5 separate regions of the Sus scrofa genome follow, and all the other regions are linked to region 1. A link is a contact called in public Hi-C, promoter capture Hi-C and targeted proximity ligation data. All regions are on one chromosome and are shown on one strand. The core of a region is the stretch at or near the end of the contact, and the rest is flanking DNA. Distances in the headings are between cores, read along the strand shown.

Evidence for each region. Promoter capture Hi-C pulls out the DNA fragments that hold promoters and counts their contacts. Hi-C and Micro-C count contacts between places; a contact is called where the count stands out from the background.
Region 2: a contact with region 1 is called in a promoter capture Hi-C map of liver, with 4 times the contacts expected there. A contact is called at or near these places in 1 of 5 promoter capture datasets (liver) and 2 of 2 datasets of targeted methods (alveolar macrophages and skeletal muscle).
Region 3: a promoter capture Hi-C map of fetal liver shows a contact between it and region 1, with 2.6 times the contacts expected there. A contact is called at or near these places in 2 of 5 promoter capture datasets (fetal liver and liver) and 1 of 2 datasets of targeted methods (alveolar macrophages).
Region 4: a contact with region 1 is called in a Hi-C map of skeletal muscle, with 4 times the contacts expected there. A contact is called at or near these places in 2 of 5 promoter capture datasets (fetal skeletal muscle and liver), 3 of 47 Hi-C or Micro-C datasets (liver and skeletal muscle) and 2 of 2 datasets of targeted methods (alveolar macrophages and skeletal muscle).
Region 5: a targeted proximity ligation map of skeletal muscle shows a contact between it and region 1, with 4 times the contacts expected there. A contact is called at or near these places in 1 of 5 promoter capture datasets (fetal skeletal muscle) and 1 of 2 datasets of targeted methods (skeletal muscle).

The regions. Positions count from the first base shown.
Region 1 is chr4:88,803,733-88,808,877 of Sscrofa11.1, forward strand. It overlaps ATF6 (cyclic AMP-dependent transcription factor ATF-6 alpha), which reads right to left and starts at 2,424. Exons shown (of 17, transcript XM_021089515.1): 1 at 2,378-2,424. It overlaps LOC110260306 (a long non-coding RNA gene), which reads left to right and starts at 2,458. Exons shown (of 2, transcript XR_002343375.1): 1 at 2,458-2,571.
Region 2 is chr4:89,308,808-89,313,952 of Sscrofa11.1, forward strand. It overlaps UFC1 (ubiquitin-fold modifier-conjugating enzyme 1), which reads right to left and starts at 2,524. Exons shown (of 7, transcript XM_003125655.4): 1 at 2,395-2,524. It overlaps DEDD (death effector domain-containing protein), which reads left to right and starts at 2,501. Exons shown (of 6, transcript XM_003355092.4): 1 at 2,501-2,623; 2 at 4,372-4,404.
Region 3 is chr4:89,292,079-89,297,223 of Sscrofa11.1, forward strand. It overlaps USP21 (ubiquitin carboxyl-terminal hydrolase 21), which reads right to left and starts at 3,154. Exons shown (of 13, transcript XM_001927782.6): 1 at 2,924-3,154; 2 at 1,484-2,104; 3 at 624-683; 4 at 359-479; 5 at 38-149. The coding sequence starts at 2,083. It overlaps UFC1 (ubiquitin-fold modifier-conjugating enzyme 1), which reads right to left. Exons shown (of 7, transcript XM_003125655.4): 6 at 4,848-4,938; 7 at 4,206-4,641. The coding sequence ends at 4,561.
Region 4 is chr4:89,276,193-89,281,337 of Sscrofa11.1, forward strand. It overlaps B4GALT3 (beta-1,4-galactosyltransferase 3), which reads left to right and starts at 2,064. Exons shown (of 8, transcript XM_001927348.4): 1 at 2,064-2,326; 2 at 3,074-3,298; 3 at 3,654-3,928; 4 at 4,477-4,712. The coding sequence starts at 3,667. PPOX (protoporphyrinogen oxidase) reads right to left here. Exons shown (of 13, transcript XR_002343378.1): 13 at 1,792-2,065.
Region 5 is chr4:88,519,977-88,525,121 of Sscrofa11.1, forward strand. OLFML2B (olfactomedin-like protein 2B) reads left to right here and starts at 2,195. Exons shown (of 8, transcript XM_001924407.5): 1 at 2,195-2,966. The coding sequence starts at 2,793. It overlaps LOC110260305 (a long non-coding RNA gene), which reads right to left and starts at 2,067. Exons shown (of 5, transcript XR_002343374.1): 1 at 1,847-2,067.

The DNA of each region.
Region 1 (5,145 bases), core at 1,174-3,673:
TACTTGGGATAGATAGTTTAAAATTTTTCCAACAACTCATAGAAAATCTATCCAAAGATTGAAATAAATCTCTAACAGTACATACGTATTTTTTTTTCTTTTTACTGACACCTGTGGCTCATGAACATTCCCCAGGCTAGGGGTCGATTAGGAGTTGCAGCTGCTGGCCTACACCACTCCACAGCCACACCAGATTCCAGCGGAATCTGAGACCTACATCGCAGCTTGCAACAACGCTGTATCCTTAACCTTCTGAGCAAGGCCTAGGATCGAACCCACACCCCCATAGAGACATCATCGGGTTCTTAACCCACTAGGTCACAATGGGAACTCTTCTAACGGTACATACTTTAAAAGAAGTTCTGGAGTTCTCTGGCTGTGGCGCGGTAGGTTAAGGATCCGGTGTTGTCACTACAACAGCGCAGGTGACTCCTCTGGTGTGGGTTCCATCCCTAGCCCAGGAACATCCACATGCCACGGGCGCAGCCGGGGCTGGGGGTGGGGCTGCCCTTGGAAAATCAAAAGAGGACTTCAGTTCAACAAATAGAATTGAGATTACACTCTTGGTACTGAGAATGATGGTCCCTGGTGCAATGATGAAGATCAGTCTCTGTTCCCCCTAGGATTTTAAAGCTGGTAAATCCTGCAGATTCACTACAGGACCCATTCAGGGACGTATACGATCCCAAATTCACACCGAAGCCCAAGAACAATATAGTACTATGTCTTGCAAACAAGAGAGGAATAAAAGTTTCTTGTAAACATTTAGATGATAAAGCTTCTCCACTCTCATTTCCACTGCATACCATCCCAAACTCTTCCTGACAACGAAGCCAGACAAAACGAGAAAATTCAGAGATGTACCAGGAAAGCGGTCGGAATTGTATACGTATCCTTTACAAGCGTTAGGTCTAGGTAATCAGGGACCTAAGGTCATGTGGTGGTGTATTTTGCTCCCCTGCCAACATAGACATCAGCCTGAATCAACAGCAGAAGCTTCGAGATGAAGATTCACATTCTCTCCCTCAAACCAAAAACATACACGTATAAACACTCCACGGCAAGCACTACCCACACATCCCACACACAGAAAATAGCTTGTAGCGTTTTGAGTGATCACAGCCATCCTGCCCTAAGGTTCCTAATGACGTCGTTTTCGCCCCATAATATCATCACCTGGTACTTTCCCAGAGGAAACAGTGGAAAACGATAGCAATTCCAATCGGGCAACATTTTACGCTCGCTGTCGCCAGGGCAGAAACCGACAGATTCTGCTAGACTCTACCAGGACCACAGACGGAAGCGACGAATGGCCCTCGCTCCCCCGGCGGGGTTTGTCCACACCTGTCACCACAAGTGCGCGGAAGCAGGGAGGAAGAAACCCGGAGCCACCTTGATACAGTCTCAAATCCCACTCACCCCAATCTTCATCCGACCGGTGAGGGAGTCCCGGACTAAAAGGTGACTCCATGGTGCCGGCAACGCCAGCCTGCTCCCCCGAAACACACGTTCCCCTGCGCTGGAACTCGGTGACTAATATCTGGGACGGCGGCAGCAGGCGGACAAAATACTCCGAAACGCTGTCGAGACGGTGGCCGAATGAAGACAAACTACTTCGGCACAGGGGACGTCAGAGACCAAGCTAATTTTAACCAAATCTCTGGGCAAATATTTCTCTTTTGAATTTGTCGGCATTTTCTGTCCCGCCGTTTGAAGGAAAAAAAATATATAGAAAAAAAAGTAAACTATTTCGGTTAAATAAAATATACTGATCATATTAAAAGATGGAAAAACCCACTCTGAACGCCTTGGCTTATCCCCTGAATAGCCTTAAGACCACAGCGTGGCTATATCAGAACAAAACTAGAGACTAAGCAAGTAAATTTGGTTTAATTTTTTAACGAATAACTCGGTATCAATTTAAAAATTATCTTTATACACAAGTTTGGGGAAGAAAAACACACAACTTTTTCCACATTCGTTAGAGCTGCCTCTCTACGGGCACAGTATCGGAGACAAGCAAAAATACTATGAATTAGGATTTTTAAAAAGCTTACTTTTAAAAAACAAATTCAAGCAAAGCAAATATGAAAGATAAACTCCCTAGGATCAAACTTATCTCCTTAAATATGCATCTCTAAAGCATCGTACTTGGTAGTGACAGTCCAAGCCAGACTACCCTAACATCTACAATAATGTAAGTTCCCAATCTTTTTATTACTAAAACTTAAGAACCGGTTTTGTTTAGAAAAATCCCACATACATCAGAAACTTCTACTGAAAATTTGAACTGAGTCTGATGAGACAGTTTCAAGAACGCTATTTAATGGAATGTATTTTAAAGAATTTCAGCTGTTGACTATTTAATATACTCTACCTTAAGAACACGTATCCCTCTAAGACCAAGTGGAATCTTTCCCTCGGTTACTAAACAAAACAAATGTTTCCCAGAATCCTCCAAACTACTTGTGGCTGGTTGATTACTACTGATTACACCATCCGCAGCATACGAAATATCCCTGGGACCCAACTCCGGAAAAAAGGAATTATCGAAATGCCCTGACATTAAAGGTGTTTCCTTCTATCACAAACTAACTAACCGGTTTTCATTTCGGGTGCAATTTATAAGTTTTTATTCTCACTCAACTGCAAATTCAAATATTGGCATAAAAACTAAAATAAAACTAGCAAGAGTCTTCTATTTTATATGCACCAGACACCTTAGTCTTTTTTTTTTTAAGTAAATTATCATAACTGAACTTAAGCAAATTTTCTTTTTTTGTTTGTTTGTTTGTTTGTTTTTTAAGTGCCGCATCGCCGCATATGGAAGTTCCCAGGCTAGGGGTCGAATCCGAGCTGCAGCTGCTGGCCTACACCACAGCCACAGCAACGCAGATCCCAGAGGGATCTGCGACCTACACGGCAGCTCACCGAATTGTAGGATCCTTAACCCACTGAGCAGAGCCAGGGATCAAACCTCTTCCTCCTCCTGGATGCTAGTCAGATTCGTTTCTGCTGAGCCATGGCAGAGCTCCCCCCCCTTTTTTTTTAAATTTTTGCAACTATTATATTTTATTCAAGAAGTGCAGGTAATTACAAAACATTTGTGTACTTATTACCAAGAATTAACAAATATTAACATTTTCCACTTTCAGACTTTTCATAAGAAATCAAACATTGCAGGGAGTTCTCATTGTGGCTCAGCTAGGATTAGTATCCGGGTTCGATCCCTGGCCTTACTCAGTGGATTAAGGATCCGGTGTTGCTGTGAGCTGTGGTGTATGTAGGTCGTGGGCTGGCAGCTGTAGGATTTGACCCCTAGCCTGGGAACTTCCATATGCCACCGTAGGGCCCTAAAAAGCAAAAAAAGAGAGGAAGGGAGGGAGGGAGGAAGGAAGGAAGAAAATTAAACATTGCAGATTAAGTTGAGCTCTGCTTTTTCCTCTGCTTCATTTCCCTTCCTCCACATAGACAAATTCCATTATGAATTTTGTGGTAATCATTCAAATCTATTTCTATTTTTATCATGTTTAAATATGTGTGTATACATATACATAGTTAGTGTTGTTTGGGGGTATTTTAATTTACATAAACATACCATACTAGTGTTCTCCAAGTCTCTTTTCTCATTCAGCATTATTTTCAAGTTTTAACTGTTTTTTAACTGTTACATGGTATTTCCTTGAATATATATTTTTTCATTTCCCTACTAAATGGACATTTGGAATATTTCAACTTCTGTTACATAAAACATATGCTTGTATGGGACTCCTTGTGCAAATATGCAAGAATGTCTTTTAGATATATGCTGGGTCATGAAGGAGGAGTACTAATGTTTGCCAAATTATATTAATTCACACTCACCAACACTAGATGTGATCAGACTTTTACATTTTTTTTTTTTTGGTTGTGAAGGGTGTGACTATAATTTACATTTCTCTGACAATTAAAGAGGTGGTGTATCTGTTCATATTTATTAAACCCTATTTCCTCCTCTGTGAATTGCCCATTATTATCTTTTACAAAATTTCCTATTTTCTTTCTCTCGATGATGTGTTCACCTTTAGATGGCCTATTCTATTCATTTAATCTATATGTATATTGTAAATACCTTCTCCTAAGTTGACACTTGTCTTTGTTTATTGGTTTTTTTACTCCTCTATGCTTTAATTTCAATGTAGTCAAATTTATCAAACTTTTGTTAATGATCTCTGCTATTTGCATAATGGGTAAGAAATCCTTCCCTCTCCTGAGGTCTATTTTTGTTCTTTTCATAGTTTTATAGTTTCGATTTACACATCCCTTTTTTTTTTAATTCAGTTATTTTTGAGGCATAATAACATTATTGACTTTCATACAGAAATCTTGTATTTAAAAACCTTGATGACTCTTAAGATTTTTCGTGTTGATTCCCTTGGATTTTTCTGTGTAGAAAAACTTACTGAATGCAAACAGTAACATTTAAAAATCTATGTTGGAGTTCCCATTGTCGCTCAGCAGGTTAAGAACCCAACATAGCCTCCTTGAGGATGCAGGTTCCACCCCTGGACTTGCTCAGTGGGTTAAGAATCTGGCGTTGCCACAGGCCTTGGCGTAGGCTGCAAATGCAGCTTGGGTCTGGTGTTGCTGTGGCCGTGGCTGGGGCAAAGCCTTCAGCTGCAGTTCCAATTTGACACCTCGCCTGGGAACTTATGCCACAGGTGCAGCCTTAAAAAGAAAACAAAAAAAAAATCGATTTTGCTTATTTAACATCACTTTTAAAATAAACCTTTACTATGGAAAATTTCAAAGAGACAAGAATCTCTCATTTGTCCTGTAGAATTTCTCACTTTGTGGTTGTGCTGATTGTAAAATCTAGAGGGGTGGTTGGCTTTTTGTTTTTACTTCTTCATTTGTTTTTGCAAAAAAAAAAAAAAAAAAAAAAAAATTGGAGACTTTTTTAAAATACAAGGACATTTATTTTCAGTTTTCATTAAGAAATGCGCTGTTTGTAGATTTTATTTTTTATATGCATATTGTTTAAGGACGCTTCCTTCCGTTCTAGTTACCATGCTTTTTTTAAAAATATTTTATTTATTTATTTATTTTGGCTGCTCCAGGCCAGGGATCATATCTGAGCCCAAGTCCCAGCTGCGGCACTCCCAA
Region 2 (5,145 bases), core at 1,274-3,773, 510 kb after region 1:
TTCCCAAGCTAGGGATCTAATTGGAGCTGTAGCTGCTGGCCTACACCAGGGCCACAGCAACATGGGATCCGAGCCGCATCTGCGACCTACACCACAGCTCACAGCAATGCCAGATCCTTAACCCCCTGAGCAAGGCCAGGGATTGAACCCACAACCTCATGGTTCCTAATCGGATTCGTTAATCACTGAGCCACAACAGGAACTCCACTTTCTCCTTTTTTTATATTATTTTCCATCATGGTCTATCCCAGGAGATTGGATATAGCTCCATGTGCTATACACCAGGGCCTTGTTCTCTATCAAAAAGTAGTTTTCTGGGAGTTTCCGTTGTGGCTCGGTGGGTTATGAACCGTACTAGTATTCATGAGGACGTGGGTCTGATCCCCGGCCTCGATCAGAGGGTTAAGGATCTGGCATTGCCGTGAGCTGTGGTGTAGGTCACAGATTCGCCTCAGATCTGGCGCGACTGTGGCTGTGGCTGGTAGCGCTGATTCAACTTCTAGGCTGGGAACTTCCATAAGCCAAAGGTGCAGCCCTAAAAAGGAGAGAAAAAAAAAGGTAGTATTCTATAAAAGTAATAAATGTACACACACACAATGGTAACCACGTGAGGTAACTGATGTGTTAGCTTATTGTAACAGTTATTTTGTGATACATATGTATATCAAAACACATTGTACACCTTAAGCTCACACAATGTTATATGTCAATTACATCTCAATAAAGCTGGAAAAAAATAACTTATGTACCCAGTAAAACAAATTCAAACAGTAAAGATGGATTTAAAATAAAAAGTATGTTTCATCCCTCCCAGGCCCACTCTTCAAGATTAATTTTTTAATGTTTGTGAAAATATGCCATTTGCATTCTTCTATACTTGCCTTTTTCCACTTAATTTTCTCCTGTTTTAGATTTGTATATTCCATTTAGACATCTCCATCTGGCTATCCCACAGGTAACTAAAACTCCCTTTCTTTGGAATTCCCTCTCATGCTATATCCTACTGCTAGCCTCTTTTTACAGTCAACACCTGGAAAAATGTGTTATACATTGTGCCTTTCCAATTACTCAGTTTACCTCAATCTTGTTTTTACCCCACCGCATCTCTGAAACAGCTTTCTCCAAAATTACTAAGTGACTTAGTTGTTGCAAAATCCAATGGACACATTTTAGTCCACATCTTACCTGATCTGTTATGTTTAACACTGACCAGTTTCCTTGATACTTTGCTCCTGGTTTCTTCTTTCTCTTCTATTTGTTCCTTCTCAGTCTTTTCGGCTCCTTTCCCTTATCTCATCTCTTAAATGCAGCTATTCTTCTTTCTAGGCCATCTTATCCACTTCCATGACTTCAACAACCTTCTATATTCACATGCTGGGGCGCACCCCCCACTCCCCACGTTCCTTTTGGGTTCCCACCCACATTATCTAGTGTTCCATTGTCCAATGGATTTCCCACAGGCACCTAAAACTCATGACCCCCCCCAAATTCTATTTCAAATGGCATCATTATTCTCCAGTTATTAAAATCAGAACCCTGGGAAATATCTTGGATTCCTCCCTCAGCTTCGCACCCATTTCCGATAAACTTTTTTCCCATCTACACGCCCCCTTGCTAGGACAGACCACTATAGTCTCTTAGTTGGATAAAATCTTTCCAATTATTCTTGCTCCAATTTCATCCCCTCTTATCCATTCTCCCCGTTGCAAGCAATGATCTTTCCCAAACGCAAATATATTTGTTCACACCTCTGCTAAGATTCTTCGAAATCTATCTATTTCCCATAGGATAAAATAAACTAATTGACAAGACCTCGAATAAAGTGGCCCCTCCCAACCTCACAGTCTATTACCTCTCTTTTGACCGTGTCAGGCTGCTGGCAGCTCCAGAAGGTACCTGGCACCCCACCCTCAATTCAACAGTCAGCACTGAGCTCAGGCAGCACTTCCTTCTGAGTGCTCAGAAGGCAAAGGCTCAAAAAGTGAAATCCGAGAAGGCATTTGAGCAGCGCTTTCGGTTCCGGACTCAAGTTTACGGAACGTCCGGGTTACCAGGAAGCTCAGAGCAAAGGTCAAATCCAGATCATGGGAACCTTCCCCCAAGTTCGCAGGGCAATCCGACCCCCGTAATATTCCGCCCTTTTGCGTCATGGCTGCCAGTCGCAGTCTTTCAGTTGGTCTTGAAGTCGACACCAGCCAGCTCTGGCCCCACCAACGTTCCCACACTCAAGAATGCAACCCTCTCTCACGCGTTACTACGGCCCCCGAAGCTGCCTCGAAGAAAAACTTGCGTTGCCAGGTTGCCCCAAAGCAAGATGGCTGCCAATCTCTATTCTCCGCTACCAAAGTGAAGCTGTCCACTCCCCGTTTAATGCCGCTGCCAGGCTGCCCTCACCTAGCATGGCTACTTCGGCTCATGCCTCGCTATGGTCTCGAAGCCGTCACTAACCGGCCAGGTTCCGGGAGGCGCTGTTCAGGATGCAGCCACCCCCGCCCGCCTCTCCCCTCCCCCACGCCCGCGGGCGGCGGCGGCGGCGGCTGGAGCCCGGATGCGGCGCCGTGAGACAGGCCCGGGAGAGCGGCGCGGATGGATCCAACATGGCGGCGCCGAGCCTGAGCCGAGAGTGAGGCGGCGGGGCGGCCGGGGTGGGGAGGGGGAGTCGAGCGGGACGGGGCGGGGCCGGGCGGGGCCGCAAAGGGCTTGGGGAAGGAAAGTGGAGGGGGAGGCGGTAGCGACGTCCAGCCTGAGAACCTCAGGAGAGGGAGGTGACGGGACGCTGCAAGGTGGGGGAGGGGAGCGGCCGAGGGGGGCGTGCGGGGGAGGTGGCAACTGTGGGAGAGGGCAGGGTCGAGGCGGAGGAGTTGGGCAGGGGAGGGGCGTAAACAAGGGCCGAGACTGGGCCAGGCTAGGGGTATTAGGGAGGCCAAGGTGGGGAGTAGGGCAGGGATCCCGCCGAGCTGAGGGGGTGGGAGTGGGAGGGAGAGGCTGAGGGTGTGAAGGGGAAGGGGGCTTGTGGCATGTGGTTGGAAAAAGGACTGGACTCTTGCGAGGGGCGTTGTGGAGAGCTAGGAAAAGGTGAGGATTGGATTTAAGACGTCTGGGGGGAGGTTCTGAAAGTGTTAAATTGGAGGTGGGAGGGGGAAGGGCCTAGGGGAGAATTTGGGTGGAAGAGGAGAGAACGGAGGTTAGGGCAGTGGAGAGTGTGTCGGTGTGACGAGGGAATGGAGAAAGTGAGAGACTAGGAAAGTTTAGGAGGAAGGGGACTAGGATGGGAGATGGGATAGTGGAGCTGCACGGGCGATAGAGGTTCAGGGTTTCCCTTTCCCTTGTGGAAAGAAGAGAGCAGAGTTAAGCAGCATCAGTTGAAGCCAATTCTAATTGCCAGGCCTTTGGCTTTTTACTAGAGTGGGAAGGGCAGAAGGGAATGGTCATGTGAGTTTGGAGATTTGGGGTTGGATGAGGGTTCAACTGGATTTGCTTTCCAAAAGCTCCCTAGCTTACTGCTCCCTTGTTTTTCCTGGTTACAAAAAGAAGGGAAAATGGGGAGGCTGGTACCATTTGAGCGTGGAAGGAGTAAAGGATTTTTCTAGTTTTAATAAGCAATGCCAGAATAGGGAAACAGCCACACTATGTTGGAGGTCTCTATGCTAAAGTAGAGGTTCTGCAAGTCTGAGAAGGGAACAGAAAACACAGGACTGCATTTAGACAGCCATGCTAATTAAATGAGTGCTATAGTTTACAGACCCTTCTTTTGCTGTTTAAGTTCTAGGAGGGAGGGTCGGTATCCATATATAAAAAATATTCCCTCAAGAAATGTAAATGTTTGAGTGGATGCCATCCCAGTGGATATTTTGTTTTCACTGTGTGCTAGGTAAAGGGAAGAGTGAAGTTAGAATTTGGAGGATAATTCCGGACTCATAAAGGAAGTGATGGAAACAAAGTGCCTCCTTTAGCTGTAATCACTTTCCTCCTTGTTCTTCCTAAAGATGAGAGTCAGTGTTAATAGGTGGGCCTCATAAGGAATTGAGGAGTCAGGCGATGTATCAGAGGATAATTTGTTTTCCCACAAGTTGTTGAAATTGGGACCTTTCTTGCTCCAAGCCACTGAGGTTGGAAATTCTCCAGAGTTGGTATTGTTTTGTGAATTGGGTAGTAGAAGGTTGGGGAAGCCTGGGGACTTTGTTGGGAGTGAGTTCTCTCATTAAGCTTGAAGTGGATCATTTCAATCAAATGGCTTTAGGCTTGTCTTTCAGTTTTTGCAACTGAGGTTTACTCTTTGGGCCTTTGAGTTTCAAAATAAAGCTTGAAAATTGACTCTTGCTCCCCCCCCCATTTGTTTTGTTTTGCTGCTGGCTTTGAACCTTGTGCTAGGAAGAGACCTGGGAAATTAAGTTTCTTGCAGAGGTAAGTCTGGAAGTTTTATTGTTTCAAAAATGGAAGGGAATGGAAATGGCATTTTGGGAATTGAGCCTAGAAATGGGGTCGATACCAGGGAAAATGGGTTTTCACCCACCCAGCCGAGTGCATGAGATCTGTTGCAGTCATTGTCCCTTTGGGTAACTGGAGATTTATAGTAAGGAAAGGAGAGCAGAAATTATGTGTTTTGGAGCAAGCCTCCAGCTTTGTTTTATTATTATCTAGTTGTCTTGGTCAGCTCTCAGAGAAACATTTTTAAACATATGGAACATTGTACTCTAGTACAATGTCTACTAAATGTTGCCCTTGGAGGGTTGCTAAGGCATCTGCCATGGGAAGGCTTTTCCTCTGGCTTATTTTTTTTTTTTTCTACTTGTTCTGGAATCTTCATTTTGAAAAAATACTGTATAATTATGACCTTTAGGTATGTGGTTACATTTTCTTGGTCCTACTAGCCAGAAAGCTTTTTATGTAGTCTTGGCCATCTTTAAGGTTTTCCATGTCCTTTACATTTCGGGTTTTAAGACATCACTCTTTTTTAGTTCTTCCACATGACTTTCCTGCTCTAAGGGCTCCTGAGAGAGTCACATACCTCTAGTTCTGTTGGGATGAAACTAGACTAGACTATTCTCCCTTTTTTTGGGCTGCATCCACAGCATGCAGAAGTTCCTGGGCCAGGGATCAAACCCGTGCCACAACAGTGATCCCAGCCACTGCAGTGACAGTGCT
Region 3 (5,145 bases), core at 1,904-4,403, 490 kb after region 1:
GGGCAGAGAGAAATCCCATACCCTCCAGTTCTCCCACCTGTATCCAGAGAAGGAGGGAACGTATTTCTGGAAGACAGCTCGGAATCGAGTAGGATTCACAGCTTCACAGGAGTCAGGGTGCCACAGGGCACCAATCACATCTGCAAAGGCTATTAGGGTGGGAGTGGGGAAGGGAAACAAAGGTTAACGACTGGAAGAGGGAAGCAAGAGGGTGGAAAACAACTCTAGGAAAGCAGGCACTGTGAAAAAGACAAAACTGCTGGCTTTCAGGGTTGGGGCCACCAACACTGGCAGATGGACCTACAATGGGTTGGGAAAAAGAGGATTTGAAAGGAGGAAGCAGGAGTTGTTGCCCCACCTTCAGTAAGCTCTTGGGCTCGGCCCCCTCCAGGAACCTCTTGCCGGAAGTCCCTTCGCAGACAGAAGTCCCGAAGAGGCCGAGTGCTGCTCAAACACTGTAGCACAGCATTCAGGAAGCACTGGGGAGCAGCAGAGACATTGCCATTATCTCTCCAAACCAGTGCCTAGGAAGCCCTGGGAGAACTTCAGTGCCCTCCTTCCCCATGCCTGTCCCCAGTACCAGTTCACATTCCCATTAGGAAGGACAGGAGAATGGCTCTCACCGTGTTCCCCAGATTTCGGAGGCCAACGTGACCAGAGCCCAGAAGCAACGTGTGATGAGCCTGGAAGGTCAGAGATCAGTCAGCAGGTTCCCATACATCCCACCTGGCACTTTAATCCTTTTGACAGCATGCTGTCCACTGCCTCCCCCACCCCATCCTTCACCCCCAAACGCTACACTCTTTCCCTCACTGGGTATTGGGGTCTCCCTACCTCACTGGCCATGAGTAGTAAGCCCATCACAGCTGAGTGTACCACGGACTCAGCCATGGCTGTCCCACCTGTTGCCCACTTACTCCTCTGCCCAGCTAGCCGGCGATGCAGCTCCTGGGGCAACTCCCCAAGCACTGGCATGGTTGCCCAGCTGCTCCCCACCCCCACCTTGCTACCCCCAAGGCCCCCTCCTGCACCCGTGGCCCCTTCCTGCACCCTCTCCTGAAGGCTCCAACTGCACTCAGCCTAGCTCACTCAGCTCGGGAAATGGGCAACCACATTAGCTCAGATGTTCTGAACCCGCCCCTCTTCAGCTCCAGAGATTAATTAGACTTAGGTAGCATCCTAGGAGAGAAGGTACAGAAAGGGGAAGTAAGGGCCTGGGGACCCAAAGAATTCCAAATGGTTGAGTTAATTCCTTGGGGAATGAAATGGCACACCCTGCTGGAGAGTCACAGACAACCCTGAAAAGGGTCTATGAGGCTCAAGGGCACTTAAGTAAGGGAGAGAGAGTCCAAACTGCTGTAACAAAGGGTTAAAAAAATGAACCTGGGGAAAAAGGGGGAAAGAAAAGCCACATGATGGCAAGAAAGCTGGAAGCATGAAGGAACATGAGCATGGAAGGCCATGTGTGCTGGCAAGTCCTCACCATCTTGTCATCGGAGTAGAATGGCTCAGAGGGCCGGGCAGATATCACGTGGAAGGAGCCATGGGAAGTAGGGGGCTCTGTCCGTATGCTGAGCAAGGTGGGTGGCCCAGGAAAGCCCCCAAGGCGGCGGAGAGAGGTGCTGCGTCTCAAAGTGGGTGGCTCAGGCCGGAGAGCCAGGCGGCTCAGTGCAGCCCCTAGCTCTCCGGTGCCACGGTGCCCTCCCAAGGCAATCCCCATTGGACGCAAGTCCCCACTGCTCACAGACTTGGAACGGGCTAGGTTGGTCCTGGATGGGAGAGGCAGAGCCACAGTTGGGGGTGGTGAGCCAGGCAAGGGAACTCCATGATCTGCCCGAAGTGGGCCTCTGGGACGAGGGCCTGAGGTTCGTCCCCGTCCCAGCTCCAGTTTCTTGAGACGTTCCTCAGGGGGACCTGGCCTGGGAGGCAGAGGTCTTAACATGGGATTCGGCCCAGGGGCTGGGTTTCGGCGCTCCTTGCTTCGGGCCCTGGGAGCAAATGGTAGCTTGGATCCCACTCGGGGCTGGACATTAAGAGGTGGCTCTCGGGTCCGTCCCAGGCGGTGCTCAGAAGCCTGGGGCATTGTGGACACCACAGGCTGGACCTGGGAGGAGAAGAGAGGGTCAGCATTTGAAAAGGGAGGAAGGAGGGAACCTAGCCTACTATACCAGCTTCTACATACATGGAGGTCAGGAACCATGTCCACCATATCAATCATTGTATCCCCAATACCTAGCATAGTGTTTGGCATAAAGTAAATACTTAACATGCACTGAGTAAATGAACGAATGAATGAATACAGCAAGCCAGGGCTTTGACTCTTTCCACATTCCTCACTCTCTTCCTGCAGAATATGAGAGAGCCAACAACAGATAGTTCCTATCTCTGCTGTCTTCATAATCTAAATACTCATGAGGGTCCCGCATTCCTAGCTAGTCAAGTGGGATGCGCCCTGGGTCACTTGGGACCTCTGGTCAAAGAGGGGTGTGGATGCAAGTATAAGAGCCCAAAGGACTGCATTCCATCCTCAGATTCCAGCCCCTCCAGGCTGCAAACGAAGCAGACTAAAAGAGTGACTTGTCAATCACTCCCTCCCCCACCTCTGAGCTCCAAAGTGGTATTGGGGCTCAGGGGTAGCGGCGAGGAGGGAGGACGAACAACTCCCTGACCTCTAATCTCTGCACCTCTCCCACCACAGCCAGCATCAACCGGGTCCGCCCCCCTCGAGGGCAGAAAGGCCGAGGCTGCTGATTGGCTACGGGGTCCAGCGGCGTATTCTCCAAGATCCACGGATGCTGGTCCCGCCAGCCCAGTTCTCCCAGGCCTGCAGGGCCCTCTGCTCTGCCTTTGTAGAGGGCGATCTCCCAGGTCTGGGAGCAGTCTTCCCTCGGCAACCCCCACGCCATAATGTCCCGGACCGTACCTGTCCCCGGGTAAGACGGCGGGGGAGGCCAGCCGGGGCCAGGCCCCAGCTCAGGGCCACCCCCTACTACCCGCGTGCAGCACCCCCGCGGGCCTGGCTGCAGCTTTAGCCGCAGCTGTTGCCCAGGTCTCTCCCGCCGCAGGGGCCGCCGCCATCTTTCTTGGTCCCGCCCGGGCACCGGCCGCCGGCTTCACTGTCTCTCAGAGCGCTTGCGCACCCACACTCAGAATCCACCCACCTCCTTCCTCGGCGCTTGCGTGAACCCGCCCCCTCGGCTCCGCCACCGACACCATGGAAACACAGCCAACTTTAGGACTCCTGGGTTCCCAGCTCAGCCCCAAATTGCATTTATTTATGTATTTATTTATGTATTTATTTATTTATTTTTGCTTTTTTAGGGCGGCACTGGGGCATATGGAGGTTCCCAGGCTAAGGGCTGAATCAGAGCTGTAGCTGCTGGCCTATGCCACAGCCACATCAGATCTCAGCCGTGTCTTCGACCTACACCTCAGCTCACAGCAACGCGGGATACTTAACCCACTGAGGGAAGGCAGGGATCAACTTGCATCCTCATGGATGCTAGTAAGATTTGTTTCTGCTGAGCCAGGAGGGAAGTCCCCAAGTTGTCTTTAAGCCATTGCTCCAAAGCAGCTCTCTAGAGTCCAGGAGTTCCCATCGTGGTGCATCAGAAACGAATCCGACTAGGAACCATGAGGTTGTGGGTTCGATCCCTGGCCTTGCTCAGTGGGTTAGGGATCTGGCGTTGCAGTGAGCTGTGATGTAGGTCGCAGACGCATCTCGGATCCTGAGTTGCTATGGCTGTGGTGTAGGCCGGAGGCTACAGCTCCGATTAGACCCCGAGCCTGGGAAGCTCCATATGCTGCCGGAGCGGCCCTAGGAAAGGCAAAAAGACAAAAAAAAAAAAAAAAAAAAAAAAAAAAAAAAGTACAGAATCCTATCCCCCATCATGTGGCCCTAATACAAGTCTATCGACTGACCAGTGGAGAAGTATCCACACAGGGATGAGAAGATCCCTGGAAGTCGGGGAATGCTGCCTTGGCAAACGCAGTCCTCAGCCATCCTGTAGGCTTCCTGCTAAAGGACAAGAGCAGATCTCAGCAGCAGGGAGAGCAGTCAGGATTTACTTTTATTCCCTAGCTTCAGACCAGAGCATCCTCCATTTTCCCTTCCCTCTGAAACAAGTATGGTTGTACATGTGCCTGCTGACCCTTAGCCTGCTGACCCTCTATTAACAGCCACCAGTTAGAGAACCACAAGCCACTGAAGGAAGCAGCTTTTATTGATGAATTACCACCCCAAACCAAAAATACTATGTACCCACTTTCAGTCACCACCTATCCCTCCAGGATCTTAAATTTTTCCACCTGGGAGAGGGATATTAGTTGCCCTTTGGTTTTTCAAGGCCCTAGTTTTTCCTCTTCCTGTGTAACCCAATTCAGAAATTCAGTAGCAATACTGTACTTTTTTTTCAGCAGTGTCTGCTGCAGCTTCTCAATAACAATTATAGGTGAAGGGGTATGGGGGGAAGCAGTTACATGAGTAAAAGAATGATGCACAGGAAAACAGGAATATAACCTATCAAAGGTCCCTCTGTACTGCCTCAGTGGCTCGGTACTTCATTGGTTGCATTTCTCTTTATGCTGTATCACTCCCTTCTGAATCAGATCAGGGATTTCCACTGCCAGCCATGGGCCCAGCTGCAATAAAAAAGATAGCTGTTAGATAACTACCAAACAAGCAATGCCTCTTATTCCCTCAGAAGCTACTTCCTAGAGATATTCTATGAGAACATGCCCAAAGGAAAACACTGTTTATTTGTTGCTTATTCTCAGTTACTTTTATACCGCTCAGGACCAAACCCCTTCCCTCACTGTATACCAAATACCAAATACTTCACACTTACCCCCAGAGCCATGAGATGAGCCAGTCCAAACTTAGGCACGTTCCTGGCCCACAAAGGCTTAAAGTGATCCGTTAGGCATATTTTGCCACCCCTATGAGAGGGACAAGATGAAGAAGGTATTGACATGCAAGTTGTACCATAAAGCACAGCAGACTCTTGGAAGCACAGGAAGACTACTGGTGATCAGAATTGAGAACATGGTCAGCTACGTGCTTTCCCCAGGCTTGGCAGATAGAGACCTGGAGCTCCTCTAGGCCAGAAGTCCCTGGGAAAATCCTGCCTCCCAGTGTCTTCCCCA
Region 4 (5,145 bases), core at 814-3,313, 470 kb after region 1:
TGTCACTATCTACTCAGTGGTCCACATTAGATTTTTGGGAGTCATCTTGGAGTCTTCTAACTCCCTGACTTGGCACATCTGGTCAATCACCAAGTCCCGTTTGCCTCCTATAAGTTCTCGAAGGTGTCCTCCTCCCTCTAGTCCCACAGATATTACCTTATTTTGCATGAGTTTCGTCTCACTCCTGGATTTCTTTCTTTCTCTCTCTCTTTTTTTTTTTTTTTTTTTTTTTGTCTTTTTGTCTTTTTTTTTCTAGGGCCGCTCCCACAGTATATGGAGGTTCCCAGGCTAGGGGTCCAATCGGAGCTGTAGCTGCCAGCCTGTGCCAGAGCCACAGCAACTTGGGATCCGAGCTGCGACTGCAACCTACACCACAGCTCACGGCAACGCCGGATCCTTAACTCACTGAGCAAGGCCAGGGATCGAACCCACAATCTCATGGTTCCTTGTTGGATTCGTTAACCACTGAGCCACGATGGGAACTCCTTATTCCTGGATTTCTATAGTAACGCCCTAAACAGATCCCTGCATCCAGTCTTGACCATTCCAATGATGCTCTGTGTTTCCACCAGAGTAAACATCCTAAAGTTCTCATTCTAGCACTCTCTGTTTAGAGGGCTTTAATGCCAACCTCTTACCCTCAGGATAAAACCCAGTCTCTTTTAATATGGTTTATGGAGTCTTTCATTATCCAGCACCTATTTACCTCTTCAGTCTCGTGGCTCATCATTCCCCTCACTCCATTCTTTAGTCTTACCGATTCATTTTTTAATTTTCCCAGCTCCCTAATTTCTTTCTCATTTCCAGACTTTTGCACTATGGTTTCCTCTATCTAGAACACTATTCATCTGTCAAAAGAAAGTTTTCAGAAAAGGGTAAAATTATGGCTTTCCCCTGTTAAAGAAAAAATTATTCTGACACTTGTTAAAATGGTAAGGAGAACTTTATTCAGGACTCTTGCAATAGGTGCCAAGACTATCTCAATCAAAGAGAGACTGAATTCAACTCCAATACATTAAGGGCAAGTGGATATTTATAGCCAAGGAGCAGAATGAATCAGTGGATGGAAAAATACATCAAGGGTAGGGAGATTCTTACCAAACCCACTTAGAATTCTTGCTAAAGGCAGGTCAGGATGATCACAAAGTCAAGGGTGAGGAGATTTTTGCTAAACTGACTTAGTAAGATTCTTGCTACAAATGGCTATAGGCCTAAGGATGAGGTCTGTTGGAAAAGAGGGCTCAGAGGAGCCTAAGTTTGATCAGGGAGAGAGCTTTTCAATCCACATGTAAAAACGAACACCTGTTAAAGATTTTATTTAACTCATGAGGAAACTAGCAGATGTTATAACTGCTGCAAATGAACCTCTATCAGACAGGACAGAATTTGCATGTGTACCTACACAGTTACAAAACAGCTGCATGGAAACAAAATCTTACAAAGCAGAAGGATGTGCTATAAACCAGTCCTTCAGGTCTCCCATTAGCCATCACTTCTTCTGGGAAATCTTTCCCAAACCTCGACTTGTGAATGAGGTGCAACTTCTGGACTATCACATTTATCACACAATACTGATTACACTCCCCCCCCACACACAAGACCACGAGATTTTTGAGGCAGACACTGAGATATTCAAGTTGCCTCAGTGTGAACATCTCCTTCTCAGGAGCACAGTATGCTAAGGGAGTAGTAGAAACCACAAGATAAACATTATTGCTTATCAGTGGAGCGTGCATTTTAGTCTAATACATGGGGAAATATTTTTACATTAAAGCAGACGAGGCCCTTCCATTCACACTCGATATTTCCTTGTTTTATTAACCACTTCTATTTCAAGGCCTGCGGGACATCTTGGGGATACAAAAATGCGCCAGAGCAGAGCAGTCTGCAACATTGTACCCTGAGAGAGAAACAATTTTGACAGTAAGCGGCAGTACGTTGCGGAGGAAGACACACTGGGAAAGGCGTTCAGTCCAGCAAGGGGGAATAGGTCTTCGGATGTATCAGCCTGTCGGTCAGTCACGGCCCGAGGAAGGTCCTGGTTTGACCTGATGTTTTAACAAGTCTGAGGGGTAGAGAACAGAACTCCACTAGGAGTCGGTCGGGTGGGGATAAGTGCCCGCGTTCCTATGGGGTCGAGCCCTTGGCGAGCCTCATTCCGGCCGCGCTGTCCACAGACCCAGCGATCCGCCCGCCTGGGCGGCTCCACCCGAGGCCCCGCCCCGTGACGCGAGGTCCAGCCCCCGCAGCGCCCGCTTCCAAGATGGCTCCAGCGATTCTTGCCCGGCTGTCGGGGTGGCAGTGACGACGGGAAGCAGAAAGCCAGGTAGGTGGGCTGGGGGATGGTGGGGTGAGAGGCCCGAGAGAAAGCTTCGGGAGATTGGGAAGGTGAGAAGTTTTGGATAATGGCTGGAGACAATCTTGAGCAGGGAGGGAACCTGGGTGCAAGTGTGGACCGAGGCCGGTGGGCTCACATTGCAAGGTAGCGCAAACACAAGGGGAGGTTGGGGTGGGATGAGGGTGCCCCGAGAGAAGGCAACTGTAACCTTCCGTAGAGCACTGACCACGCCCCTCTCGGTGATCTAGCCCAGGTACCTCTGACAGGTTCTGCCCAGCCCTCCCTCTCCTTGTCTCATTTCACCCGTAATCCTGATCCCCACCCCCGCTAGGACCCGGTAAATGTAGGAGAAGGTAGAGGACGCCACCCCCATCCTACTCGCCGCCGCGCTCCGGGGTTGTTTGCTTGCAGCTCCCAGGTGGTCACGCTCCCTGCACCTGCGGAGCTAGCTCCCAGAAACGTGGAGAACGGAAAGGAGCGAGTTTCCTCCGCCTCCCTGGGTTCTCTTGAGACCATTCCACAGTCCTGTTATAACTGCCTCACCCCCTAGTGAAAGTAATGTCTCCAATAGCTGCCCTGTCCCCACTCCCCAAACTGGTTGGTCCTGTTGGGATGGGGGATGGTTAAGTAAGGAGTGAATCTGACACACCATAGGGTTACCGCTGGAGAGGCCGCGAACCTAGCATCCCCTGCTCCTCCCCTTTTCTCTCCAACTACCTTCTCTCGCTTCCCCAGCTGGGAAACCGGCTTCACCCAGATCCTGATCTCTGCCGCTCTGCGGGTGGCTGGCTATCCTTGACCACTTCTGTTCCAGCTGGTCCCAAGATCGCTGTTGGAGTGCTGGATGGAGCCTTTCTCTGTCCTCTGTGATATTTCCAATTTTATATAATGCCTCACATCTCTGCTCCCCCGGGACCCCCTGGAGCCCCAATGATCCCGAAGAAGACCGCTTGAACCTAGGTGAGTCTATCTCTCCCCTCTCTAAATTGGAAGGGAGGTTCTCCAGAGAGTCTTCTGAAATGGCTTTGGGACACGAATGAGGTAAGCATTCTTGGGGGTGGGGACTGAGAGTTGGTGGTAGGAGTGGCTTGAGGAAGGGGTGGAGGAAAGTGAAACTGGGGCTGGAAGTAACAGGTGGTAGGGCTGCTGGTGGTTACATACTATTTCTTTCCATACACTTGTGTGCTTCCTTCTGTGACTTTGTTTTTTGCCTCTTTTTCCTCTTTACCCCTGGCACCACCTTTATGCCTACCCGATGATTTCTCTGCTGGCTTGCTCTTTTCCTGCTTGCCCTGGAACTCTCCCCTCTCTCCAGACCTCAACCCAGGATGTTGCGGAGGCTGCTGGAGCGGCCCTGCACACTGGCCCTGCTTGTGGGCTCCCAGCTGGCCGTCATGATGTACCTGTCGCTGGGAGGCTTCCGAAGCCTGAGTGCCCTATTTGGCCGAGAGCAGGAGCCAACTTTTGACTATTCTCATCCCCATGATGTCTACAGTAACCTCAGTCACCTGCATGGGGCCCCTGTTGCCCCAGGGGGCCCTCCAGCACCTCAAGGTCTGCCCTACTGTCCAGAACGATCCCCTCTCTTAGGTGAGTGCAGAAGCAAGGCTGAAGCAAAGAGAGGACCAAGGTGTGGGGATGGGGAGGCTTGGACAGGCATAGGATGGCAGGAGTGGGTCCTGGAACAGGAGGATCATGTAATTGGAAGGTGGGATGAGGTGAGATAGAATGGACTCTGAATTTGGAGTTTCACCGGGGCTCTTGGGTTGAACCACAGCTTTCCATTGCTTGCCTGTTTATGGGCTCTTCCTGCCTCGGGCTAGGATTGTTTCTTTTGTAGACAACCCCTGCCTGTTTAGCTAGTTAGTTGGAAGTCCTGTTCTCTCCATCCCCAAACTGTAAGTTTCCAACTTTGTGAGGCAGAAGAGAGTTATAGACCCCTGAAATAAGAAGGTAAAGTAGGTAAGGAGTCTTCACCTTCCAGATATTACAAAGCTGTCCCAGTGATGGGGAGCTCAAGGCTTTGTGAAACAATGTGAGTGAGCCCTTGGGGGAGCTGAGCCCCAGAATCCAACTGCCAGGGACAGACAGTTCTCCTTGTTACTTTAATCCCTGACCTTGCCATTCCCTCCCAACAGTGGGTCCCGTGTCCGTGTCCTTTAGCCCAGTGCCGTCGCTGGCAGAGATTATGGAGAGGAATCCCCGGGTGGAACCAGGGGGCCGGTACCGCCCTGCAGGGTGTGAGGCCCGGTCCCGAACAGCCATAATTGTGCCCCACCGTGCCCGAGAGCAGCACCTGCGCCTGCTGCTGTACCACCTGCACCCGTTCCTGCAGCGTCAGCAGCTTGCTTATGGCATCTATGTCATCCACCAGGTACCCCCAATTCCCACACCACCCTACCTTTCTTATAGGGAAGCCTCAAGTAAATTCCATTCCATTCTCATATAATGAAATAATTTTAAAAGGTCAGCTTTCTTTTTTTTTTTTTTTTTTTTTCCACTTTTTAGGGCTACACCTGTGGCATATGGAAGTTCCCAGGCTAGGGGTTGAATTGCAGCTGCAGCTGCCGGCTTACACCACAACCACAGTAACACTGGATCTGAGTCGCGTCAGCAATCTACACCACAGCTCACGGCAATGCTGGATCCTTAACCCACTGAGCAAGGCCAGGGATTGAATCTGCATCCTCATGGGTCCTACTTGGGATCATTAAATACTGAGCCACGAAGGGAACTCCAAGAGAGTCAGGTTTTTGAATGTGGGAAAGGAGCTGGCACTCCTCTGCCAACATGTAGCTCCATACTTT
Region 5 (5,145 bases), core at 945-3,444, 280 kb before region 1:
TTTCTCTTTCTGACTTACTTCACTGAGTATGAGAGTCTCTAGTTCCATCCATGTTGCTGCAAATGGCATTGTTTTATTCTTTTTATGACTTAGTAGTATTCCATTGTGTATATATACCAAATCTTCCTAATCCAATCGTCTGTTGATGGACACTTGGGTTGTTTCTATGTCTTGGCTATTGTGAATAGAGCTGCAATGAACATGCAGGTGCATGTGTCTTTTTTAAGAAAAGTTTTGTCCAGATATATGCCCAAGAGTGGGATTGTGATCACATACTGGGGCACAAAGCTAAACTCAACAAATTTAAGAATATAGAAATTATTTCAAGTATCTTCTCTGACCATAATGGCATGAAACCAGAAATCAACCACAGGAAAAGAAATGAGAAAAAACTTACTACATGGAGACTAAACAACATGCTACTAAAAAACCAACAGGCCAATAAGGAAATCAAGAAGGGAATTAAAAAATACCTCGAGACAAATGATAATGAAGACACATCTACTCAAAATCTATGGGATGCCGCAAAAGCAGTGCTCAAAAGGAAATTCATAGCAATACAGGCCTTCCTCAAAAAAGAAGAAAAATCTCAAATTGACAACTTAACCCAACACCTAAATGAATTAGAAAAAGAAGAACAAACAAAACCTAAAGTCAGCAGAAGGAAGGAAATCATAAAGATCAAAGAGGAAATAAATAAAATAGAGATTAAAAAACAATTGAAGAAATCAATAAAACCAAGAGCTGGTTCTTTGAAAACATAAACAAAATTGACAAACCTCTGGCTAGACTCACCAAGAAGAGGAGAGAAAAAATGCAAATAAACAAAATCAGAAATGAAAAAGGAGAATCACAATGGATACTACAGAAATACAAAAAACCATGAGAGAATGCTATGAACAATTGTATGCCAACGAATTTGACAACCTGGAAGAAATGGACAACTTTCTAGAGACTTAGAGCCTGCCAAAACTGAATCAAGAAGAAACAGATCAACTGAACAGATTGATCACTAGAAATTAAATTGAATGTCATAAAAACACTCCCTACAAATAAAAGTCCAGGACCAGATGGCTTCACAGGTGAATTCTACCCAACATACAAAGAGGAACTTATACCCATCCTCTTTAAACTTTTTCAAAAAGTTGAAGAAGGAACGTTCCCAAAGACATTCTATGATGCCACCGTCATCCTAATTCCAAAACCAGACAAAGATACCACCAAAAAAGAAAACTATAGGCCAATAGCTTTGATGAATATAGACACAAAAATTCTCAACAAAATTTTGGCCATCGGAATCCAACAACATATCAAAAAGATCATACACCACGACCAGGTGGGATTCATCCCAGGTGCACAAGGATGAATCAACATACGCAAATCAATCAACGTCATACAGCACCTTAACAAAAGTCAAAAACCACATGATCATCTCAATAGATTCAGAAAAAAAAGCATTTGACAAAGTCCAACATCCATTCATGATAAAAAAAAAAACTCTTACCCAAGTGGGTATAGAGGGAACATACCTTAGCATAATCAAAGCCATTTATGACAAACCCACAGCCAATATAACACTCAATGGAGAAAAGCTGAAAGCCTTCCCACTAAAATCTGGATGTCCACTCTCACCACTGTTATTCAACATAGTACTGGAAGCCCTAGCCACAGCAATCAATTTATTTTTTTATACTGATTTTTATTTTTTACATTATAGCTATGTAGGACACACTCCAGCAGGGAGTTCAATAGTCATCCTCTGGGTGGAGGTATTACCAGGTTCTAAAGCGGAGGCAGACAAGCAAACTAGAAAAGGCGCTAAGTTCAAAGATGCTAAATATCTTACCCACAGTCGGGGGTGGGGGCGGTGGGGTGGGGTGAAACGTCCAAGAGCAAACGCTCCCTCTTTCCTCCAGGTGCAAAAACGGAGGATGTTGAGGATCCATCCATACTGGCTCGGGCTTGGAGAGAGTGCTGGCTGCCTACCTCCCAACCCAAAGGAAACCTGCTCCTCTTGGGGAGAATGGGCACAAGGGTTTCCCACATTTCAGGGACCCTTACTCAGGGTAACCTTTCTCCCTTCATCATTTGCGGTCCAATGAAAGGAATGGGGCGCCCTTCCGACGTCACCCGCGGAGGGCGTGCGCAGCAGCTGAGGTCGAGTTGGGGGCGGGGTCGGCCGAGCGCCCCTCTGCGCGAGTTCTGGGCGCTTCCCGGTCCTCCTCCTCCGCGCCGTAACTGGCTGCATCTCAGAGGCCCGGCACAATAGAGACTCCGCCCTCCCTCCGCGCCAGCCCTCCTCTGCGCCCTCGCCCTGCAGCCCTTGCAGCTGCTGCCGCTGGCTGTCCCCCTGCGCCCCCGGGATCCCCGCTGCCCGCCTCGGCGCGCACCACTCAGCCCGCATCCGCCCAGACTCCTTCCTTCCACCTGAGCCCTCTCCAGAGGACGACGCACTCGGCTAGCTGTGCCACCTCCACCTTCCCGATCACCTCTTTCTACTCTGAGCCCCACTCTCTATCGCGGCCGCGGTCCAGGTCCAAGCTGATCTCGGTCCCGGCTGATCCTGTTGGAAAGGAGATGATCAGAGTCTCTGGGGTGCACGCTCCTGCCCCACTCAGCAGCACCCAGCTTTAGAAGGCACTCTGAGCAGCCCCTCACCGGCTCCAGCCAAGACACCCTCTCGCTTCAGTCCTTGCTGAGAGCCCCCACCGCCCCTCGCCCCAAACCTCCACCCGCCCCACCGGACCACAGCCATTCTCTGAAGGGGTAAAGCTCCTTCTGTAGCGTCCCTCATGGCCAAGTCTCTTCTGCTAGTTCTCTGCTTGTCTCTAGTTATGGCTTTGGGCTGGGGGCACAGCACTCCCTCCACTGGGGCGACTGAACCCCCAGATGTGCGGACGGTGGCACCCACGGAGGACGAGACTCTGCAAAACGAAGCGGACAACCAGGAAAACGTTCTGTCTCAGGTAGGCTGCGAGTCCCATGTCCACTCCTCTTGCCCTGGGGATGTCACGAGCCTTGAGATGGTCCTCTCTGAAGTGTTCAGAGGCAGCGGTCTCTCTCCATTACCAAAGGGGAGAGCATTTGTTTTTCATTTATCAGAATTATTTTCTGAAGTGAAGGGACATGAGTTCCACTCTCAAAGGGTCTTTCAAGGTTACAGAACCAGTAGAAAGGAGGAAAGACACCATACAACTCCCTGAGAAGAAAGAAAGAAGAAAAAAAATCTAAACTTTTTGGTTCAAGGGTTGTGGAAAATATGGCCAAATCCTGTCTGTGTGGCTGTTTGTCAGAATTGGAATGTGAAAACAGGCGGGCATATTGGACAGGAGGCAGATGGCATAACCCCACGAAGAGATATTTCGTGACACAGAGTGAGACACCCAGGGAGAAGTCAGAACAGCCACAAGTGTGATGAATATGAGGTGACCCCCAAACAGAGGGACTGATGATGATGAGTCCTCCCATATTGGGGAGGTAAAATGGAAATGCAGGTCTGGCAGATGGTGGGGGTAGGGTGGGGAGAGTGACAGCTGATAGGGACAGGATCTGTAACACATCCTTTTACAAAGAACTTTCACTTGTTTTATTTGAGTCAATCCTCTCAAACCCTTATTCCCATTCTATAGATAAGGACTCTAAAGCTTGGAGCAGTAAGAGCCCTAGAGACGGGTAGAGCCAGGTCTTCTGAAAATCGTCAGCCCAGATCTCACGACTGTAAAAGACAGTTCTTTCTAGAGTGTTTATTTCATGACTTCCAGAGCCAACATGATGATTGTGTGGTGGGTGTCACCATAATCCTAATGATGAAGAATGGTTGGGAAAGAGCCCTACGGTGCTGCCTGCACCTCCACTAAGCCCTTGAGCTGTGGTCCTTGTCTCCTTCCTGTAGAAAGAATGACCAGCTCCACTTTGGCATTTATCAAACACTAATCTCCTCACCCTTCCTTTAATAATTATGCTTATTTAGAATGGGTAAACAGCAAGGTCCTACTGAATAGCACAGGGAACTGTATCCAATCTCCCCGGATAGACCATGATGGAAAAGAATATAAAAAAGAATGTATTTGTATAACTGAGTCAGTTTGCGGTACAGCAGAAATTGGCACAAAATTGTAAATCAACTGTACTTTGAATTTAAAAAATTTTTAAATTATGCTAATCCATGCCCTATATCCACCAATAACCTCACACTGACCCCCAAATCAAAAAGACATAAAAATCCATCACACTGGGGCTCTGGAGGACCGTCAACAAAAGCTCTCCTGAAACCTGAGCCTCCTGAAAGGAAGGAATCTCTCCAGGGTCTCAGAGCAAGGTTATGTAGAAATCTAGGCAGAGTTTCACAGAACAGACAGCTATGATTTACTGTCAGCCCATAAAGACTGGCCACTTAAGTCACCCTGAACTACAACTCCTTCTTCCACGGATCTATTCTGCATTTGACAACAGTCCTAAAACAAATATTAGTATTAGAAGAAACCCAACCTTTGCAAGAAAAACATTAAAGCCTCCCCCCACCCCACCCCGACACCATCCCAGGAACATATCCACTCTAACAAGCTCAGAGCTTGCCTGTCATGGTCATTAGTCAAATGAAGGGGACCCTTCTCTGTGCCCACAAAGGGAGCCCTAACTTTTAGGGATGCAGGGTGTCTTGGAGAGGAGCCTTTTCCCCAGAGGTGCCTAGGATTGTGGTTCCAGAAAGCCTGCTGTGGTGTGTTTTCCTCCCTGGGGAGGCTGGCAGAGGCAAGCACTCAGAAGGAAATGTTTAGTGTTATAGAAGCAGCAAGTGCTGCCAGTTTGCTTTCCTGGCTTTGGCCTGGGGTTTGGGTGCAGAAGCTATTCTAGGAGCCAAATGAACCCTTGGGCTGAGTAAACCTCTTTGACATCTGGATCTGCCTCTCTTCTCCCAGTTCCTTTTCTCTGACTCTAACCCATCCTTTGAGACCAAATCAGATACCACTTCCTCCAAGAGGTCTTCCCTGGTGCCCAGCTAGAACTAGTCTCTGTGGCCCTCTCTTTGAGCTCCCACTGCAGTCCCACTTCAGGGGCACTTATCACACCCCTAACAGTGTGACTGTTATCTATACGCCTTCTGCACTGTATGTTCCTTGAGAGCAGGCTCTATGTCTGGCCCATTGC